2 separate regions of the Mus musculus genome follow, and region 1 is linked to region 2. Evidence: chromatin contacts called from public HiChIP or PLAC-seq data. All regions are on one chromosome and are shown on one strand. The core of a region is the stretch at or near the end of the contact, and the rest is flanking DNA. Distances in the headings are between cores, read along the strand shown. Region 1 overlaps Cog2 (component of oligomeric golgi complex 2). Region 2 holds the start of Taf5l (TATA-box binding protein associated factor 5 like).

Region 1 (3,312 bases), core at 616-3,115, 520 kb before region 2:
GCACTTCACCATGACCGTGAAAGACAAGCAGAGGAAGAACCAATCACGAGAGAGCAGGAACGAGGAGAGAACATGGAGATGAGTGGAAGAGAACCCCGGTGGCTCTGCAAAGCCTCTGCAGCGCCAGCGAGCCTGTGCTCTCGGCAACGTGCACCCTGCCCCCTGGGCTACCTCACTGGCCGCTAACATATTCCCAGTGCATGCTTTCTAATGTGCTCACTAAGACAACAAGGGAACCCAGGTGTTCCCAATAAAGATTTGCAGGCGTAAGATGAATTAAAAATTGGGGGACTATATGGAGACAAAATAAAGTCTAAATGAGTAAGACTTAGAAACACCGTGAAATCGTTCCTTGGCGCTGGAAAGAAGACTCAGCAGCTAAGAATAGTTGCTGCTCTCGCGCAGGACCCAGGTTCCCAGTGTCTTAAAAAAGAAAGCACTTCCCCAGACAGGCGTGGTACTGCACATCTTTAATGGCAGCATTCAGAGGCAGAGAGGCAAGCAGATGTCTGTGGAATTGAGGCCATTCTGGTTTACAGAGTGAGTTCCAGATCAGTCAGGACTCACACACATACAAAAAGTAGTTTTCCTTAAAATCTAAAGCCCACAGGGCCAAGCACACACTGTGAGTTGAGCTTGCTCCTGACCCTCCCGAGTCCTGTGCCTCAGTCCACCCTGTGGTCTGACTGTGGTCCACATCTCCCTGGCCCTGCACACCACAGAGCTTTCTCCACAAGTGACACTGACCTTATTGGTCCTGCGGTAAAGCCTGGGGACCTCCAGGGCACTCTTGAGATAACTGAAGCAAGACTCACTCAGGTCCTGGACAATCCTGCTGCTCAGAGCCGGCACATGGGCAGACAAGGCACTCTGGGAGTCTTCCAGGGCCGCTGTGACACAGGGCAGTGGAATGAGTCACTGGTCCAGCTAGGGCGAGCTTCATTAAAATGTGACCATGGCGTTTAGAGTGTGCTAGCAAATCAGTTCATTAGTACAAAACAGCATTTCACTTACAGAAGTGAAATCAAAGAGCAAAACACTGAGACAGCTAAGGATTTACACTGGAGTCGAGGTGTTAGTCTAAACATCCCCGAGTCTACAGCCTCACACTTTACATTATTTTTTTTTCAAAAGATTTATTTATTTATTATATGTAAGTACACTGTAGCTGTCTTCAGACACTCCAGAAGAGGGAGTCAGATCTCGGATGGTTGTGAGCCACCATGTGGTTGCCAGGATTTGAACTCCGGACCTTCAGAAGAGCAGTCGGGTGCTCTTACCCATTGAGCCATCTCACCAGCCCCACGTTATTTCTTATTCAGAGTCTGCGTCTAAGTTCACTTCTTACCTGAGATAGACGAAAAATTCTTAAAGCCAATCATTTCGAGTTTCTGCTTGACCGTCTCCAGGAGGTCTGGAAGCTGAAACACATTTTGGACATTAGTTCCTTCTTTGAATCAGCACGAGCAGTCCTGCATCCACAACCTCAGACGTGAGTAACAAGTGTGGAAACCTAGGGCGGCGCTGTAGGTAAAGTCCTCACTGGCGGGCCAGGCTCTCACCACAGCAGCCACTGTGGGGCCGCTGGCTGCACGGCCACTGAAGGCAGAAAAGCAAAACCTCATTTTACAGCTCTCCATGACACCAGAACTGCTCACAGTAACTAGGCCATGTTCTCTCAGAACACACAATATATTTATGCAATCACACAAAATATAAACCGTGAAAAGCAAAATCTATTTGGAGGTGTAAACTTTATGTGTCCATAAAGTTCTCTAAATGCTGGGAGCAAAACAGGGGCCCAACAGAGAAAGTGGGTGGGGACTTTGATTGCATCAGCACTCTCAGACATCTGGGGCCCTGAAGTGAAGATGATTACAGGCCAGCCCACTGTAGGCCGCGCGCAAGCAGAGCTGAGCAGAGGAGGAAGAGCGGAGCCTGCTTATGCGGAGGGTCAGCTTTCTCCTGAGAGCAAGGAGCAGTGGGCACAGCTCGTGACAGCAGGGATCAGGACCCAGAGTGTGGCCCCCTCAGAGGCCACTGTGGAGGGAAACATCCCGTAGGACAGAATGTCCTCGTCGGCTGCACGGGGCCCGCCCACAGTTCACAGATCCAGTGTCCAGTGCAGCGAAGCTCACCCATTCCTGCAGCCTGCCCAGGTCTGAGACCACATACACCAGCTGAGTGCTAGAAATGGACGCGGCGCTTGCTTCTGAAGCATGGCTTCCTTGGTCTTCCGAAGGGTCTTTGCTGCCAGTCAAAGGCTTTTTAGTCTCCTTGGCACTCTCATTAGAAACGGGCCTGACAGAAAGCTGAAAAAGGATTTCAACGATCAAACACTCCCTCGGAGACACGGGGCATTTGTACATGCTCAGCAGCTCTGCACACACACAGGCTGCAGGGTACAGCATGTCTATCTCAGGCAGGTTGGGCCCTGCTGTTCTTAGAACTGTGTCTTCTGGGACAGCCAGTGGGGTAGGAAAGCCTGAGGAAGTCTGGGAGCAGAGTGGGTAAGGAGAGACACACCCCAACTTCCACAGAGCTCCCCCTCCTCCTGGCACCTCAGCTCACAGGTATATCTTCACCACAGCCACACGCCGAGGCCATTTTGCCAATTTACAAAGAACCAGAGACTCAAGTCCACAGGGCAAGGGGTGGCAGAGCTACACCGGACTGCAGCTGCCCTAAGCCTGCGCTCTGCTCCGGAGAGGATGGGCCTGCACTGCACTGACCTTTGTGGTGTGCTTCTTTTTAAAGACTGTCTCCCTGTTTCTAGACTTCTGCACTGTGAGGACTGGCTTGTGCATCTGTCACTGAGGGTGTCCCTGAGGTGGCTCTGAACACTGATGTCTGCAAGGACCTAAAGTTGTCGCTCAGCTCCTAGAGGCACCAACCTCCTGGGGACAAGAGCATGGGCTTCACGGTGTGCAGAGAGCTAACACACTGGCTGCAGAGGGTCAGGAGAGCCTAACATGCAGGTGACTACGTCTGCTTCGATGATCACCTCACTGTTTAAAACTTAAACCTATTTTTTTACTTTTATTTCTAATATTTCTCATTAAAATGAACATTTTATTTTCAGGGTGCTTTAGGAATCTGATTTTGAGAAAGTCACTAGGATGGGAATTCTCAGTAATTAACCCTGAGCATGTGGCCAGGTGCCCACTGCTGGATCTGACCCAACAGGACACTCTGGATGTCCTGTGTGTGTTTAGCCACAGCCCCTCCTGGTCCTCCCAGTGCTAGCTGGGTAGAGGAGGCTGCATGGTGCCCACTCACCTCACTGACAAACACAGAGAATCTGGCCAGAAT
Region 2 (3,460 bases), core at 869-3,368:
GCTTTTAAGTTTAAAGGAAATACCAGAATAAACAGCAGCCATTGCTACACGTCTTCTACAATTAAAAAAGGAAAATAGTATTATAATAAGGCCTAACTGAACAGACACCAGAAAATGGACAGTATCTTTTAAAAAGAAAATTTTTTATGTATATGTGCCTGAGTATATGCACTCAGGAGTCCAAGAAGGTCAAAGAGGGCATTAGAGTCTTGGAGACTAGAGTACAGATAGTCATGAGTTAGGCGCCATGGAGGTACTGGGAACTGAGCCCAGGTCCTCTCTGAGAGCAGCTGTACTCCTAACTTTGAGCCACCTCTCCAACCCCTCCCTATATACCTTATTGGGTACAATTAGGAAGCAGAGGCCAGCCTAGGATACATGGTAAGATGTTGTGTCAAATATATAGTTAATTTGAAACTGGCTTTCATCAAAAGCAGGTAGACAATAGATTATAAGTACTCCTGCTGTGATCACACTTAGAGAATACAGGAATTCAATAAGGAGAAATCAAAGTGTGTAAATCACTCACAGGATGACAGTCACCATTCATGATTTAAGATCGAAAGAGATGGTTTAGCACAGCTTCAAAACTGTGTTGTGTAACAGGAGTAGCACTATTAAATAAGCAAAAAAGCAAGCAATACAGTACTTGAAGAAAATAATGCTTCTTGAAGTGAAAAAGAAATTAGGTGATGTGGCTGAGGAAACGGCTCAGCAGTAAAGAACACTTGTGACTCCTGTAGAGAGCCCGAGTCCAGTTCCTAGCACCCACAACGATCTGTAAGTCAATTTCCAGGGAATTCTGCATCTTCTCCCCAGGATCCTCATGAATGTCAGACAAAAGGAGCAAAGAGAGAAAGAAACAGAATTCAGGCATTAATTTCAATAAAAATGCTCTTACTTCTACTGTAACAGTAACTCGTCACACACAGCTACAGTAGACAAAAACCATATACAATCTTTAAAATCCCAAGTAACAAAGGAAAGGATACATTAACAACCTACACTTGCTATGAAACCCAGCTAAACCTTTTGAGTTTTTAAAAGTCATAAAGTTTGTTTCCATTATGGTAAACAACTTAGCTTAAACCCTGACAGAACATTCACCACGCTGCTGTGTTGAGGCAAGAGACTGTGCACTTTGGAAAGCTTACTACAGGCCTTCAGAACTGAGAGGCCTCCCTTCCTGTCCTCGCCCTCTGACTACCTCGGGAAGGGTTTAGGGCAGGGTTTTTCCACCTGCGGGTCACACGCCCACAAGATTGCAAACCAGGTATTTATTCACATTATGCTTCCAACAGTAGGAAAATTGCAATTATAATATAGCAACAAAATAACTTCATGGCGGGGGGGGGGGGGGCGTGTCACCACAACATGAACAAAGGGTTGCAGGATTAGGAAGGTTGAGAATCAATGTTCTAGGGGGCTGGAAAGATGACTCCGTGGTTAGGATTACTTACTGCTGTTCCAGAGAACCCAGGTTCGAGTCCCAATATCCCACATCTTGGCTCACAACCACCACTCCAGTTCTAGAGGAACGCCCCTCTTTTATCCTCTGCGGGTGTACATAAAACACCCATACAAATAAAAAGTTTGGTTTTGGTGGTGGTGGTGGTGGTGGTGGTGGTGGTGGTGGTGGTGGTGGAGGAGGAGGAGGAGGAGGAGGTGGTGGTTCTAGTTTATCATGATACCTTCAAATCCTACTACCTGGATCGGGGCTCCCTCGAGTCCGAGCTCCGTGTAGGAGATCGGGGTGCTCTCTAACGTGGGTCTCCCTCAGATCAAGGTTCTCTCAAGTGGAGCTCCTTCAGTTCGGGGTAAAGCAGTTCAGAACCTCAAGCAGGGTTCCATAGCGGGAACTCCCTCGGGCAGAGGCTCCTCCGATCCCGGCTCTCCAGCCGGTTCCCTCCTGTTAGGACTGGTGTCCGCATCCGCCAAACTGGCGCCTCGGCGCAGAGGAAACCCAAACTCTCCAACCGTCCGCTCACCTGGGACCTCCACGGCGGCGAGCCACATGTGAGGGAGGCGCTTCCGGCAGACGTTGACGCCAACGGCTCGGGGCGGGGAGGGGCGTCACGCAGACATCGCTAGAGGAGCGCCGAGCGCGCCCTGGCCGCGGCGGCGTCGCGCGTCCGCGGCCTAGCCCGGCGTGCCCGCTCCGTCAGGCGGTCATGGGGCGGCCACCGAGAACCGCGAGCGCGGGAGGACGTAGGGCGCGGGGACCCGGCTAGCCGGTCGTCGTACGGAGTCCTACGGCGGGCAACCGATACGGAAGCAGCCGGTGCCGGGGCGGCGGCGGGGCAGCGGGAGCCGCCTGGGATGTTCAGTGAGTGCGGGCGGGGCGCGGGACAGGGCGGGGGGGGGGAGGGGACGCGGGGGAGGGGCCTCGGGCGGGAGAGCGCGCGCGCGCGCGCCCGCCCCTGCGCAGTCCCGGCCCTGCTCGCGCGCGCGCGGGTCCGAGCGACCCCGCACGTGGCGGCCCCGGCTGCACGCGCCCGGAGACCCCGCGGCCCCGCCGGGCGCCCTCGCGCGGAGCCAACTGCGAGCTCACGAGGGCGCTCGGCGGAAGTGGGCAGCGGACGGAGGGCTCGCGGCTGCCGCGGGGAGACGCGGCCCCGCGGACCTCGCAGGCGCTGTGGCTCCGGCGTCGAGAGGTGAGTTTTCCCCTTCGCCGGGACCGGCAGGTGGAGGATAGCCTCGGGGCTCTGCCGGGAGTCCCGTCCAGTCCGACCCGCCCTATTAGAAAGTGAAGTAGGAAGGGAGTCTGCCTTTCTCCAGGTTACAGACTTTTTGGCTGTAACCTGGGGCTGAGTGTCACGGATGGAGTTGGTGACCGCAGAGACTTAGAGTTGCAAGCCGTGTAGCAGGCGAGCTTGCTGCCTCGGTTTCTTCTCCTGTAAAATGGGAGGGTAATTTAAGCCCAGACTCTGCTGGTAGTGGTGGCGCACTCCGTAATCCCCACACTCTGTAGGCTGAGGCAGAAAGATTGCTGCGAATTGTTGGCCATCCTGGTGTACGAAGTGAGTTCTGCACCAGTCTAAACCACAGAGTGAGACTTGGTCTAAATACACGTGCATACACACACACATACACATATGAGAGCCTTGTTTTATGAACTATAAAGCGAATATTAAATCAGAAAACCCAAAATGTCAGTTTGTGCCTTCAGTATTTGCCATCAGTAATAAATAAATTTGGTTCGTGTGTTTTGGGACAGTCTTCCAACTGTGAGATTTGTGTGTACTTCTGTCACTGAAGAGAGGCAAAAACCTCTTCTGACTACTTAGTAACTGGTTATTCTTTTTGTTACTCTGTCACAATCTATGAACAACATCTGGGGACAAAAGAAGGGGCTTTGCTTCTTTTCTGACTTGTTTTAGCTTGACCTTGTGTGACGCCAGCGCTGCTCATTGAACACTACTTGAAGTCACGGTTCCAGCCTTCCACGTAGCCAATCAGC

The links. HiChIP or PLAC-seq counts read pairs in DNA pulled down with a chosen protein or histone mark.
Region 1: a contact with region 2 is called in an H3K27ac HiChIP or PLAC-seq map of embryonic stem cells, with 2.2 times the contacts expected there. The contact joins the enhancer-like site here to the promoter of Taf5l in region 2. A contact is called at or near these places in 3 of 39 promoter capture datasets (the 3T3-L1 cell line, HPC-7-derived erythroid cells and liver), 8 of 115 datasets of contacts at active chromatin or transcription factors (astrocytes, bone marrow-derived macrophages, craniofacial prominence and 2 more) and 2 of 9 other capture datasets (embryonic stem cells and liver).

What each region holds. Positions count from the first base shown.
Region 1 is chr8:124,544,129-124,547,440 of GRCm38.p6, reverse strand. It overlaps Cog2 (component of oligomeric golgi complex 2), which reads right to left. Exons shown (of 18, transcript NM_029746.3): 12 at 3,280-3,312; 13 at 2,139-2,312; 14 at 1,349-1,421; 15 at 748-890. Among named protein-coding and RNA genes, the nearest start is that of Agt, 24 kb to the left of the region's middle. Within about 2 kb of position 1,865, at least 19 of the 459 cell types and tissues checked have an H3K27ac peak or open chromatin away from gene starts, as enhancers often do. A contact at or near this core is called in embryonic stem cells, where this site is marked.
Region 2 is chr8:124,020,055-124,023,514 of GRCm38.p6, reverse strand. Taf5l (TATA-box binding protein associated factor 5 like) reads left to right here and starts at 2,118. Exons shown (of 5, transcript NM_133966.3): 1 at 2,118-2,326. It overlaps Urb2 (URB2 ribosome biogenesis 2 homolog (S. cerevisiae)), which reads right to left and starts at 2,018. Exons shown (of 10, transcript NM_001368414.1): 1 at 1,989-2,018; 2 at 1-55. The coding sequence starts at 42. Mir1967 (microRNA 1967) reads right to left here and starts at 874; the gene lies at 793-874.